Regions from separate parts of the Gadus morhua genome. Here region 1 is linked to region 2. The links are chromatin contacts, called in public Hi-C maps. All regions are on one chromosome and are shown on one strand. The core of a region is the stretch at or near the end of the contact, and the rest is flanking DNA. Distances in the headings are between cores, read along the strand shown.

What was found. Hi-C and Micro-C count contacts between places; a contact is called where the count stands out from the background.
Region 1: a Hi-C map of gill shows a contact between it and region 2, with 2.0 times the contacts expected there. The contact joins the promoter of ndufb2 here to the promoter of ccnd2b in region 2. A contact is called at or near these places in 2 of 6 Hi-C or Micro-C datasets (gill and spleen).

What each region holds. Positions count from the first base shown.
Region 1 is chr19:13,278,213-13,285,492 of gadMor3.0, forward strand. It overlaps ndufb2 (NADH:ubiquinone oxidoreductase subunit B2), which reads left to right and starts at 4,630. Exons shown (of 4, transcript XM_030342188.1): 1 at 4,630-4,908; 2 at 5,086-5,230; 3 at 5,595-5,693; 4 at 6,371-6,456. The coding sequence starts at 4,823. The coding sequence ends at 5,669. kmt2e (lysine (K)-specific methyltransferase 2E) reads right to left here and starts at 2,059. Exons shown (of 24, transcript XM_030342077.1): 1 at 1,928-2,059.
Region 2 is chr19:13,121,963-13,129,305 of gadMor3.0, forward strand. ccnd2b (cyclin D2, b) reads right to left here and starts at 3,782. Exons shown (of 10, transcript XM_030342162.1): 1 at 2,735-3,782; 2 at 2,635-2,733; 3 at 2,610-2,633; 4 at 1,335-1,382; 5 at 1,166-1,333. The coding sequence starts at 2,809.

The DNA.
Region 1 (7,280 bases), core at 3,380-5,879, 160 kb after region 2:
ACACCGGGAGAACCCCCCAAAACAGTGGCCTCTTTCAAAAATACTTCCTCCTGAGGTGTATCGCTGTGTCTCTGTGCACGCTGTCCTGCACGTCTTTCGAAAACGCATCGACAGAATCGAAGCTAACATGCTAACAATGATGGTGAGCAATGGCTTCTCTGGAGACGGGCGCATGCTGAGCTACAACGTTGTCCCTCGGTGTGGATGAGCCACGGAGGGATGGTACACAGCGCGCTACAAACGTATAACGGTCTGGAGAGAATTCTTAACAGACGCGTAATCACGGATGTGGTCCGGTGTTATGCGTGGTTAGATCGGTCGCTAGGTAGCGGCTAGCAGAGCGCCTTGTGGTCTCTTAATGTAGCTGATAGGATACGAGAGAGAGAGAGGACTGGAGTGGATTACTGGTCCCCTCAGACAGGAGCAAAGCAACATGACGGAAGGGAGGTCAATACTGCCCAAAAAAACAATCCCAAGTTATTTTTTACTTCACGTCCATGGCGAACTTGGCAAATTACGGACTTATCACCGCCAAACGGTCCAGTCGGTAACCGTCGGGTCCAGGCTCCTTTTTTTAAACTGAAGTCGGGTTTTGCAGGACTGCTTTACCTAAGTCCACCATCCCCTCCCCCACGTATGCAGCATTTGAGGCACAAATGTGAATCTAAATTAACTAATCGCTTAAGGCCATTTCCTCCGTGTGGGAGACGTATGCCATGGCGATAGGTGGTGATATCTCCCCTGGCTTTAGAGAAGTCGCTTCATTTCGAGAAGGTCTAGGAAAGCTACTTAGCTCCTGTAGTTTGCTGTCGCCATTTCCTAAAGATGACATTAGTTTGATTCACTCCAGTTCAGGGGTTTTTGGACGCACATCGAAGGGTTGTTTTTAACCTTTCGAGAATGATGCTTTTTAGGTGTAGTGGTCCAACACGGACGCAGATACTGAGATACGGACTACAGTTAAACTTACATTGGTTACATACACTACTGCAGATCGTACACAACCCGAAGGGGGTCGTGCTCTGACTTCCAGCTCGTACATGACCGTAAAACAACTTAGGAGAGGCGCTTGTGCAGGATTGGCTAAGAATAAAGCGGGGAGATAACTGACTTTGACCTTTTATACACACACAACACGTCTACAGACACACACACACACACACGTCTACACACACACACACACACACACACACACACACGTCTACACACACAACACGTCTACACACAGACACACACATAGATCTACACACAAACACACACACTCTTATCTACATTGAAAGCTTGTAATAATTCGCAGTAGGACGGATACTTGGCTGACTGAGTATGTGACGTCTCCAGTATTGTCATCCTGAAGCCCAACTCAGTGCGAAGCTAGTTAGCATTATGGAGCTAGTCTGTTTCCAGGCTGGACAGCGATCCACGTCAAAACATCACAGGTTGGTTCCCAAAACGAGCTGCTGCAGAGTCTTGTTTATCTGTAATAGTGCCCATCAACCCCGTAAACACTAGAATGGTGAGGATGATGCGCTCCACAGCCAGCTAGCATGCTAGCCGAGCTGTAACAACAGCACGACGTGCCTAGCTTAGTAACAAAGCAACTCTGATAGCCTGCAACAGTACTCCACAACATACTCAGACCCACACACAACGGAACTCTACTTACCGCTAATGTCCACTATAGAAAAGTTGAATAAAAAAACTGGGGGCCGTGGGAGAGAAGCCCGTCACTGTCCACCCAGCCTCCAGAACCAAAACAAGACTGCTGCTCAACACACTGCGACCCTCAGCCCGGCTATCTAACGGGGGTCTGGGGCGCCTTCCCGCTGCTCTCCTCCCGTCACACGCCTCTGGGTCCGCGGGGGGGACTGCGGGTCCAAACGGTTGACTCGCGGGTCAGTTCCGAACCGTTAAAAACTGCCCTACCTACCTAGCGACTGTAGGAAACCAGATCCTCTGTAGCCTGCTCTCTCTGTGCAAAAATGGCGGCCTGGCAGGACTGGTGGAGACCCCGCCTCCTCCTCCTCCTCCGCGCGACCCCCCTCCCCGCCGCTCACCTCTGGCCCCGCCTCTACGTCCTGCGGGGTTGCAAGGCCAACTTTACAGGGGCTGTTTGGAATCATGCGCGTCCACGCGAATATCATCATATATTTATTTCGATAATGCATCATTGCCCTCTGTGTAAATACAGGATACACCAGACAGTTTTGTTGAATAACGTTATATATGTGTATATTCATGCATACACATTTATATTTATTTATTTATATACACACATATATATTTATATGCATAATGAATAGTGCTATATAGTCCATGGTTTTTGATGCGCGTCATCGTGAATGTCATCACAGCCATTTACCCGAATAACGCATTCCTTCCCTCTGTGAAAATACAGTAAAAAACACACAATTTTGCTATAACAACTTTATTACAGTAGGCTACCAAACCCTATACCCCGTTGTTCAGATAACTTCTCCATGAATAATGTATGTAGAGTCGAGGAGGCTAGAGTGTGGGCTGTAAGTTTGAGAATATGTCAGTGATGTGAAAGCAACCGCTGGGTTCGGATGCCTAATGTGTTGGTACCGCCCATTCTGTATGTCTCCTCAAAGTGGAAAACCCCACCATCTCTCCTCCATGTAAAAATGTCCTAATTATAATCATTTCATTGAAAGTATAACGGTAGTATAATTTTGCGCTATTGAAATTGTAACCTTGTAGAAATATACATTTTTGCTCACGACACATTCCTGTTAATTTGTCCCTTCATTACCGAAAAGATTAGATTAATAGAAATAGTTGTAGGTCGTTTAGTTGAAGTACATTATTTTATGAAGCGAACCCTGCCTTGTGTAAAGGAGCCTCTGAGTCGGCTTCCAGACGGTAGGAGGAGCGGGCTGTTATATAACCCTTACACAAGAGCAGCATTCTCCTTTCTGAACCCAGCCTGTTTGAAGATAAGGTGGACCGTATCGAATCAAAGAAATAAAGATAGGAGAACACACAAACGGTTTCCTTGTAAACAGCTATTATCCTTTTTTTAATAGAAACAACAACAAAAACCTGTTTGGGGTTTAATAGTATTATACCAGAACATGAGGACAATAACAAACCTAAGTGTTGTGTGCGGGTAGATGTTCGTCCATTGTGTTTCAGTGTGACTTTGTTCGCCTTTCCTTGCATTCAACGATACTCTATGAGATAATTCGCCCGTCTTTCTCATCGACCCTCCCCCACTGCGAACACCGCAGCCCCTCGCGCACGCGCACACCGGACGTCGGGAGGCTCGCTCTTCCGGTTAGTCGTTCTGTTTTAACCAATTTAGACGGCGTGTGTAGATATGCAGGCGAACCCTTGTTACTCAACAACGTCGATCTCAAACGTTACGGAGTTCCGACGGTGCATCGAGACATATCGAGACATTTCAGGCCATTTAAGGCCCCTTTCCCCCCCAAAAAAAGGATTGGCGACGATCGGTTTTACACATTTCACTCTAACTTCTGTTGCCTAGTGGCGGTTTTGGCTGAAGGTCACTCGAGTGGTCAGGTTGGTTAAAAGAGGAGGATAAACAGCGGGACCTGAATCTCGTCGAGTGGCTAGGTAGAAGCGCACCGAGCGGGTGATTGTTTCAGAGCTGGTGCCCTGAGATGACATCATTGGGCTTATTTGGAGGCGGGAACTGAGCTGCGAGGGGAGAGGGGCGCGACCGGAGATCCGCTGGCTCAGACGCCATTAGGCAGCCACGTAGCACAGAAGCAAACCGTTCTTCTGCTAAAGACTTTTGTCGGGCAGTTAGGCATCGAACCAGGAAGTCATGGTCGTGGATTTAAATCTTTATTTATTGGAAATGAGAAGTGAGTGGTTGTTTTTCGACGTGTTTTAATGTTGCGCACTCAAAATAAGATGGCGCCCAAGTAGGGAGTTCTGTTCTCGCGCCACCGCTCATCTTTTGGCAGCAGGGGCGCGCATTGCGCGCAGTCCCGACAAAGGGATTGTTTTCATAAAGTACTGTTTTGCTGAAGGGACCAAAACCTCCATAAACTATGCAGATTTACATATTATGTGTTTAATACGAGATCATTCTTTATATGCATGCAGGACTCATGGCGCTTCTTGATGATTCTAAAGCAATACATCCATTCAGGCCTAAAATCTCCCCGGGACTTATCAGATGCTATCGTCCTAAAAATACGTCACCTGAGCGCATTCAATGTCGCGATGCTTTGTGTCCTGAACGTGAAGCGGCTCTGGCCCCACCTGGTGGCCGCGGCGGCTCTCACTGTCATAGCCTGGTGCTAATCCACAATTACACTGCGTTCAGATAAGATCCAAAGCGTGAAATTGTTACTTTATTGTCCTTTAATTGTTTCATCTTCAGAAAAGAACATCATGTTGATATCGGGTTTCACAATGCTAACACATTTTTGAGATGGATCCTTTTATTACGTACTTTTTTTTTCTCAGACAAATCAAAAACAGTTATTCCAGCTCAGTTATTCTTGTTCAAACGTTCCCCATTCTGGGCTTTTAATTGTATTCAGATTATTTAATTATGTTAACCATGAGTAATAGAGTGACTGTAATATAATAAAGAAGATTCAATATAAATTGACATATATTCGTCACATATTTCATCCAGGAACCCACAGCCAATCAGCGTTAGAGTAGGACTGTCCAATCACAGTCGGCGTTACTCAGCTCCAGCCCTCCAACTGCAGTGGACGATGTTAGTGAGTGGGGTCGTCTGTTGACAAGGGAAGGTGACATTAGGAGTTCATTTTACCAAACCATTCTAAACGGAGGGTTTCGTTTAGGTTAGAACATGTCTTCTCTTGGCAGCGCTTTGCGGCTCCTCCGGGCGGGGGCTAGCGCTCTGAGAAGTGGCCCTCAGAAGACCTTCTCCCGGAGGTGAGGACCGGAGCCAGGGCCTCAGATCGCACACTGAGTGGAGCTCCGAACCAAAAGATATATTAGGATTGGCCACTGTACACTCGAGGGGAACCCAGATGACATTAACTGTTTGATTCACTTTACTGGTCTTGAGGATCTTGTGTTACGATATTAACGGTGTTTGTTTTATTCTAGGGCCGGCGGGGGCCCCCACATAGTGCCGCAGTACCGGCAGTACCCCCAGGTCACTAAGAACCAGAAGCTCCAGGCTGAGATTCTGAGCAGTACGATGTGGTTCTGGATGCTCTGGCACTTCTGGCACAGCTCAGACGACGTTCTGGTGAGCAGGACACCTCTTCATGGTTCTGTAGAACTACTAGTACCTGGGGTTTTACATCGAGCTGATAGTCATCATCTTTACCCTGTTCTGTAGAACAAGTAGTCCTATAGCAGATAAGCCATACAGTACCGGGTGTAAATTTAGTAGTAGTACACAGTATTGTAAATGCATTGATGTGAATGTATTAAAATCCAGTGGCTGTGTTCTATCATAGGTAGGCGTGCGTTCAGGACAGCAGCCAGTCACAGCTGAAGGGTTCTGGGTTTAAACCCCATTGTCCTGTCTAATAGGTTTTATTAAGTTAGCCCAACGCCTACCTGCCTCTCAATCTGTGACATCACTGACCTCTGACCTTGTCCTCCAGGGTCACTTTGCGTGGCCGGACGCGTCCCAGTGGACTGACGAGGAGCTTGGCATCCCAGCAGACGATGAGGAATAGTTCTGAGAGATGGCACTCCGACAGGTTGGGAAACACAGAAAACCAGCGGTCCCTTGTGGCTGCACTCGCATGTTGGTTCTCAAATGATTCATTGCCTTAACCATTGAAGAGCTTATTGTAACCTTACCTCATGCATCAAATAATGTGTGAAGTTCCCCCCACAATACAAAAGGATAAGAAGTAATCCAACCATAAAGTAGTTTCTAATAAAACATCTACGAGGGGTTCGGTCGGTGTTGGAGGGATATTTCTGAAGTGGATGACATTGCGTTGGATTGACGTGGAGGTTGAGGGAGAGGGTCAAAGAGGGCACCGTGGTTACGGATGCAAGGCGATGCCTTCAGCTATTCCCCTTGTTGGCTGGTGGGTCGTGTAGTGACAAAGGGTGGGACAGCGGTGCGCTTGTATTCTAGGGACGTTGGCCTGGTCCATTGTCTGGCTATGCTACTTGTTACGTTGTTAACATTTTGTTGGTTCTTGGTAGGCCTGTACTAGCCGTAATAAACATTAGCATAACAAAGCGGACATTACTGCTCCAGCTGCACTCGTAGTAGTTTGGCTATCAAGGGCTAGAATGACTTAATAACATTTTAATTACCAGAGTTGAAAGGTTATAGAAACCCGCCCATTTCAGTAGTAAATACTCCCACCATAGTGTTTTCTATAAAAGTTTCATGTTTGATCCTTTGTTCTTTCTCCAGATCCCAGGGTTCGTCTGTCCAGCTAGATGTCATCCAGACAGACGAAAGCTTTGTTGTACATAATAAAGATTCCTCATGTATTCTCACCATGTTGTCCTGGCTTCTACTTATAGGACTCTAAGAAGCGGAATTCACGGTTAACTGAAGGCACCTTCACAGAACATGGCAAAATTATTTCCAAAATTTATTTACAGGCATTTTGTTTGAAATGCAGAAACAAATTCAACGCTTTACGTATCAGTGTCACAGTTAGCCAGTGTTTTTTATACTTCAAAAAAATCATAAATCATGAAAACAATTGCAAGAATTAGCACAGATCACAAAGGACACTAGATCTGTTTAAAAGCCAACAGCGACCAAGTCCTGAACATTAATTACCTTAAAAAAAACCCTGCCTGCGGGCTAGCTCTTGCCATTTAAATAAGTTGACATGCATTTTACGTGTAGTGTAAAGTCGAGACAAGGACTGAGAAGATACGATTTGATTTCATTCTTCACTATGCATGATTTAACCTTCATCTCGAGCAAAGCACCAGGCGGGTCACAGGTCACGTGCGTGGAGCCAAACTGACCAGGCGGTTCACCAGGTCAAATGCGTGGAGCCCACCTGAGCAGAGCGGTTCAGGTCTGAGGGGGAACTTGTGGTCTTAAAGCTACTAATGAAGATGTGGTCTTCAACGTTCGTATCTCATCTTGTCTTTACGCCAAAAGGGTTTTTAAAAAACGACCAGTACTTCAAATCGGGTGACGCGATTCTAAAGTTCGAAACCGTAAATGCAAAGCACAGCGAGTCAACTTTCACAAAATATTTCATTAAAAAAGTAACCAAAAAAAAAAGCGGGACTTTGCAGGGTGTTTACAGGGGAGAGGGACTGGTCTGCATCATGACGTGGCTGCTGGTTGTGTTCTT
Region 2 (7,343 bases), core at 2,532-5,031:
GTTTTGGAAAATAAAGAAGGAAATAACTTTTTCATATTCACTGTGTTACATGTTCTTCTGTATACCAAATCATCATAGAAACTTGTTTTATACCAATATCGGTAAATATCTGTTATCGGCCGTAACAGCAATTTTTATATCGGATATCGGTATCGGCTAGAGAGTACTAGCTAGCCAACCACCTAGCCAGCACCCACCAAGTAAAGACCAAAAAATATACATAGTGTCACCCTTTCATGATGTTTCTCAATGAACAGGATGAATGGAGAGGACCATGTAGTCCTTCACATGCCTCCTCTGAAGCAGATAAGTCACTACTTTCTCAGCTGTCTGTCCTCCTGAGTGACTGAGTGAGTGAGGTAGAAACTGACTGATGATAACGATGACGATGACTAGTACACATAAGCCTGCAGACAATGCCCCGCCGTTCCCCGAACAAGAAGGGCGGCTTCTATTAACCCGTCTGGATGACAGAGCCAAGATGGCAGCCCTTCTGTTTGGTACTTTTCCGTTACCCAGAGATGACTTCAGTTATCTGGTTAGTTGAACTCCCCTGGTACCGATGTGCGGTTGACGTTTTTGATTACACACGTTCAAATACCAAGTATTTTATTGGCAAGAGATCTCTCAAAAAGATCTCAAAATCAAAAACATCACAAGACATACAAGGTTAATTTTTCATTCAAACCTAATATTTACTGAGTGTTGTGTAAATAGTTAAGTGGGTTGCCTTTGAGGTTCAATCTATAAAAAGGTTATTTTAAACGACTGTTTCTTTACATTAATCAAGGATTTCCACAGAACTAATAGAACACATATCTTTGAATTGCTCTCAAAGACAGAGTTCAAAAGGCTTGCATTCAAAAATGCAACTCATAAAGAGTTTAAAACGTTCATAACCTACTAGGAAACCCAGACGCTGTTCTGCCTGACGGCCACCATGGGCAATGACGGCGCCACCGCGTTACCGTTACAGTCAGACAGCGGGGCGCAGTGGGGAGGGATGTTGCTCATTGTACACGTGATTAACTGAACAGAGAATAATACATTTCCTGTGGCTCCAGTTCAGTTCTGGCCAACATTCTAGAGGGAATCTAAAACAGCCTAATATGGCGTTCAGCACTCAGATGAACGAGACTTTTCGAGAGAGGGTTTAGCTTCTCACCAGTAGTTCCCGCGGGCTGATGGAGTTGTCCGTGTAGCCACAGAGCTTCTCCGCCAACAGCGTCCGGCAGTCCTTGAGCTTGGAGGCGATGAAGAGGCAGACGGCGCCCAGCAGCTGCAGGTAGCCCTTCTTGGTGGGCTCAATGGCCAGGAAGCGGTCCAGATAGCTGAATGGCCATGGGGAACACATCCTCGTTGGAGCTCTCCTCTTCACACACCTGAACATGTAAGGAAAAAAGATTATTCAAGAGTTATAACCAGATGATAAGGAGACCACACCCACAGAGAAGACCTGCACAACCGGGCATAGCAGGTCCTGGACCTATACTTACCAGGAATACCAGTCTGGACCTAAACCCACCAAGTCTGGGACCTAGGCCCACTAGGCCCAGGACCTAGGTCCACTAGGCCCTAGGCCTAGGTCCAAAGCCTGGATCAGGTCTGGGACCTAGGTCCACTAGGCGTGGGCCCACCAGACTGGGACCAGACGCATTAGGTTTGGGACCTAGACCCCACTAGGTCTGTGGATCAGGCCCGGGTCTAGACCCACTAGGTCCTAGTTCAGGCCCGGGACTTAGACCTAATAGGTCTAGTTCAGGCCCGGGACTTAGACCCAATAGGTCTAGTTCAGGCCCGGGACTTAGACCCAATAGGTCTAGTTCAGGCCCGGGACTTAGACCCAATAGGTCTAGTTCAGGCCCGGGACTTAGACCCAATAGGTCTGGACCCCCCGGGTACGGTCTGCTTGGGTCTGGCTGGTACTAGACTAAACGTTGACTTTATTTTCGGTCAAGACTTTGAACTAAAAAACATGCAATGAGCTACCATGTAGGAAGTGGTGCAACACCACCCCCGCACTCCTCCTCCACCACCTTTGAGGACTCAACGCTGCTAAATACTAGTTTGAACTAAATGCAAATAAACAAAAATAAACTACCAGCACATACTTTAAGGTTTAAGCACTTTAGGGACGCGACGGGTTTTTGCATGAAGTTCTGAACTACAGGCACCAGTTTCTGCCATGCATGTTGCTGCTTTTCAGGAATTCATAATAATTCATTAAAACCCCGGATATGTGCGCTGATTTCATGTAAATTAAGCCTAATCTCTTCGTGTTTAAGTGATTACGGCTCGAGGACAATTCCAACCGGTTTACTGTGAACTTTGTGCAAACACCCCACGACTCAATGCATTCGTGTCGTGGTGGAATTTCCTTGTCTCCCACGCCAGTGATGAGTCTCTCCATTCCACCTTAACATCTCAAGTCCAGCCTTAACATCTCCAGACCAGCCTTAACAGCTCCAGACCAGCCTTAACATCACCGCTCCCCTACATGTTATAGACTCAGGTTGGGAGGACGTGCAGAATGCTTCAACAGGTCGCCAGCAGTTCGCGGTGGTTCTAATTCCTGAAACAACAACCATTGAGCCCAGCAGCAGACCCACCTCGTGCATCCAGTCGGCCACCATTCCTCCTCATGTAGGGCTTGATGTCCTCCGGCACGACCTGGAAGTAGGAGGACTGCGGGAGGAAGCGTTCCTCCACCATCAGCAGGCTTTGCAGGACCCGGGTCATCGTAGAAGATGTTGGGGTCCGGCGGGGCCCGCACCACTTTGTCCGACTCGAGGCAGAGAAGGTGGTCCATCGCTCTTTGTCTGGCTCAATAATAATAATAATAATGCTAATAATAATAAGCAAACGAAATAAATATGACACACACACACTTATACAGACAGGCCTCGGGGACAGAGAGAGCACGAGGACAGCGGCCCGGGACGGAGCATGGGGAGAACGCAGCGCTGATGTCTCCTCCTCCGCCTCTCGTCTCCTCTGCGCTGCTCACTGAGCTGCTACTCAGAGAAGGAGGGTCGACCAATCAGCCGTAACGCCAGGATACCTAACGTCATCGCCGATTGGGTCGAGGCTGCGGACCAATGAACGGCCTGCAGCGGCGTTGGCTATTATGGCTCATATAATATGCTTGTTTACGTTTTATGTACGGGTTTTGTATTTGACCACCAAAGAAAACACGTCACCAGTACCGACCATCATATTCACTCAGATATCATTAATAAACATCGATATGTTTCGTGCCCTTCACCAAAACGATGCCTTTCAAATGATCACGAGCAGCACAACGCTCATGATAGCAGGCATGCTGAACAAGTCACTGCGCATAAAGAAGAAAACCTTTGAACACATGAAAAGCTTTTTTCCTTTGCTATCTTACACACTTTGAAGCATGAAATTATACAAGGAAACGACTGTTGGTGTAGTTTAAGCTGATCTCCAAAGTGCCTGAAGGTAAGGGGAAAAGAGCAGCTCAGATCATTCATGTAGTGATACAGGATCACAGCCAATAAACCTCTTCCAAGCCAAGGCTATTAGTGGAGAAGCGTGTACAAAGTGCACATCAATCTCCCAGAAACCTGCAGAGCAACACAGTTGATACAAACATCAGCCAGTAAATATGTCATTGAGCCTTAAAGCTGTTAAAGGTTAGACTAAGGCAGTACCCTCAGCCTGCTGGTTTGAGGCACGGTGAGAATATCTTTGTGGAGTCGACCTGTCACTGTACGAGACAGTTTTAGCGTATAGATCAGGGAAATCGATCTCGTCTGTCGACCACAGGTGTCAGAGACTCTCGTCACTGGTGGAGAGAACAAGGGAGGAGCAGAGAGGAAGGAGATGTCTCTCTCTGGTTGATTTCTTTCCTAAATCTTCTCTTCTGCTTTTTCTGTTCTCTCTTGACAACTGTATTAACCTGCAGCAGTTATTCAGGAGCCTATATTTCTGACATAAGTTAAGAGTTATCTCTGAAGGTCTTTGTAATGTTGGGTGCGGTCTTATCAACGGAGACAAACAGGTGTGAGCTGTAGGCCTACCGGTCTCCTCACAGTTGTGTTATTGTATTACAGAAGATGGGGGGGGGGGGTTGAGGTCAGGGCCCCCGGTAAAGGCTCCGTGGCTCGTTAGACATTCAGTCCACTCATGGTGTGCTTCCCCTGTCCCTGGCTCCTTCCTCTGGGGTCGGAGGGGGGGGGGGGAGGGGGGGGGATGTTCCATGAAGGATGTCCTGTGATGGCTCTCCCCGTCCTCCTAGAGGACCCCTCCTCCTCCTCGGTGTTTGTGGTTCTTTCCAGGATGCTGACGGTGCCGTCGTGCTCCTGTTGTCCGCACCATTCAGTCACGTAGCTGATGCACGTATCATCGACGCTTTGAGCGCAGACGACGTCCAGGGGGTTAGGGGTGTCTTGCTATAGCCTGCATATAGGTAAGGCCGTTAACATTTGGGGATTGAACCCCGGTCCTTTCAGCTAGTTTAACACCTGCCTAGCCAGTAGACTATCCTGTCCCCAACAATTGCAGTTCACCAAAACGAGAGCATCACAGAAATCCCATATACGTTACGCTTGCCTTCCCTCTCTCCTCCTTCCCTCTCTCCTCCTTCCCTCTCTCCTCCTTCCCTCTCTCCTCCTTCCCTCTCTCCTCCTTCCCTCTCTCCTCCTTCCCTCTTTCAACTCCTTCCCTCTCTCCTCCTTCCCTCTCTCCTCCTTCCTCTCTCCTCCTTCCCTCTCTCCTCCTTCCCTCTCTCCTCCTTCCCTCTCTCCTCCTTCCCTCTCTCCTCCTTCCCTCTCTCTCCTCCTTCCTTCTCTCTATTCCTTCCCTCTCTCTCCTCCTTCCCTCTCTTGCATCACTTCCCTCTCTCTCTCCTCCTTTCTCCTCTCTATTCCTTCCCTCTCTCTCTCCTCCCTTTGTCCTCGTTCATCTCGTTGCTTGGTGACCTTCACTCTGGTACACAACAGACCCTAAAGGAAGAGGCGTCCGCTGTCGCTCTGTAGCTCCACTCCCACTGCCGCCGCTGGGACCCTCGCTTCCCTCATCCTCACGGACGGAAGGGTGGCGGTCCGGGCTTTTTTAATGGCTTTGACTTTGATTGTTCAATGTCCCGTTTACTCCTGTGGTCTGGGGGGGGGGGGGGAGACCTTGGACCGTCGTGGAGGTTCCAGCTCTGCGTTTGTTCTTTTGTTAAGACGGCTCCACTCATCATGATCTCACTCGCTCTTAAGTTGTGATTAAAACGTCTTTGTGATTCGCCAAGCCGTCCATGTGACGCCACATTATTTTGATCAAAGAGGGATTGAACAGGAGAATACTGTATGTGGAAGAACAATCGACAGGATAATGTTAATCGTGTATTGTGTGGAGATGAGAATTGTTGGTGATGTCATTTTACTCATCAGCACATTGTGGGGTCCTGTGGTCACAAGAGCCTCCACACGGCATCCACGTTTTGGGGACCCCGGCTACAGTTCAGAGGTTAATTAAGGGGTCCCCTCTCTCTGATACCCCCCCTCCCGGGTTCATCCTGTCCGGTGAGGCTTTCTTTGTGTCACTATTTGTGGCGAGCTTCATTCTTCAGATCGACATGTGTCAAGACATGCATTAAGCAAAGTCGTTAAATGCTAATGCTCCGATCCACCCCCAGCTATTCACACAGGTATTTGATGGTAATTATAGATAGCAGCACGTGGTTCTGGTTTATGCACTTAAGGAAATGACTCCAACAATGAAGTCAGGCCATGCATCTGGAACATGAAAGTCCTGTTTACATTAACACTTTCTGATTGGCTTTGGTGTTTACCCCGAGAAAAAACCTTTTTCCTTGTTCCTTCAGAGTCGAAGCTGACTGGACCAGTTTAAGGGTTTCTTAGGGGAGAACCTGTTTCTGTTTGTCTGTATGTCTGTCCGTCCGTCTCTCACTCACTCATTAGATCATTGGGTCAAGACCCCACTTGGGACTGACGTACATCTGAGATCATGTGGGTGACTGCATGACTTAGAATAGGCTCATGAACTAATTGACGACACATCTTTGAGAGGTTTGGAGAGTGGTCGTAGGGATCCTGTGTTTCACACACAAACTGCCAAAGAACTGAGCTGGGAGCCAACTGGTCCCTACTGGCCGAAGCTGCTGGGGACCAGTGGGGCTCTGGGTCGGTTCAGAGAGACTCCCACACTCAACGCTGCATGGCCAAGAAGTTGGCAACGCAAAAAGGTTTTCGACCGGAAATACGATTCGACCCCCCCACACACACACCACACACCACCACGACACGCACGCACGCACGCACAGCACGCACGCACGCACGCACGCACTGCACGCACGCACGCACCGCCCGCACGCACGCAACGCACACAGCACAACCAGCACACACACACACACACACACCGATCACCGGGGGTCTGGACGGGGTGAGGGTGAGGGTCGGGGGGGGGGGGTTTGAGCTTCCCTTCTGTCCCTTTCCGTGCGCTAGGCTAGCCACCCGTAGCGCCATGTGTCGACTGCAACACATGCTGGCCGCTTCCCGCCTCCCCGAGGGACGGGGGACAGCAGCCCTGGGAAAACGTGGAGAGCGTGAAATCACCTTGATCCAAGATTCCTGCCGCATACCAGCGCGGACAGGGGCCCCTGAGATGGACTGCTGCTGCTACACAGAGAGAGAGACCAGACAGGAGGAGAGAGAGAGAGAGAGAGAGAGAGAGAGAGAGAGAGAGAGAGAGAGAGAGAGAGAGAGAGAGAGACATGTAGATAGAGCTGTAGAGAGAGATGGAGAGAGAGACATGTAGAGAGAGAGAGAGAGACAGAGAGAGAGAGAGAGAGAGACATAGAGAGGAGGAGAGAGAGAGAGAGAGAGAGAGAGATAGTAGAGAAAGGAGAGAGGGAGAGAGGGAGAGAGAGAGAGAGAGACAGAGAGGAGGAGGAGAGAGAGAGAGAGAGAGAGAGGGAGAGAGAGACATAGTAGAGAAGGAGAGGGATAGAGAGAGAGAGGAGGAGAGAGAGAAAGAGAGAGAGAGAGAGAGAGAGAGGGATAGAGAGAAGAGAAAGAGAGACATAGTAGAGAAGCAGAGAGGGAGAGAGAGAGACATAGTAGAGAAGGAATAGAGTGGAGAGAGAGAGAGAGAGAGAGAGAGAGAGAGAGCAGAGAGAGAGAAGAGAGACATAGAAGAGAAGGAGAGAGAGAGAAAGAGAAGAGAGAGAGAGAGAGACATGGAGAGAGAGAGAGAGAAGAGAGAGAGAGAGAGAGACATAGTAGAGAAGGAGAGAGAGTGAGAGACATAGAGAGAGAAGAGAGAAGAGAGAGACATAGTAGAGAAGGAGAGAGGGAGAGAGAGAG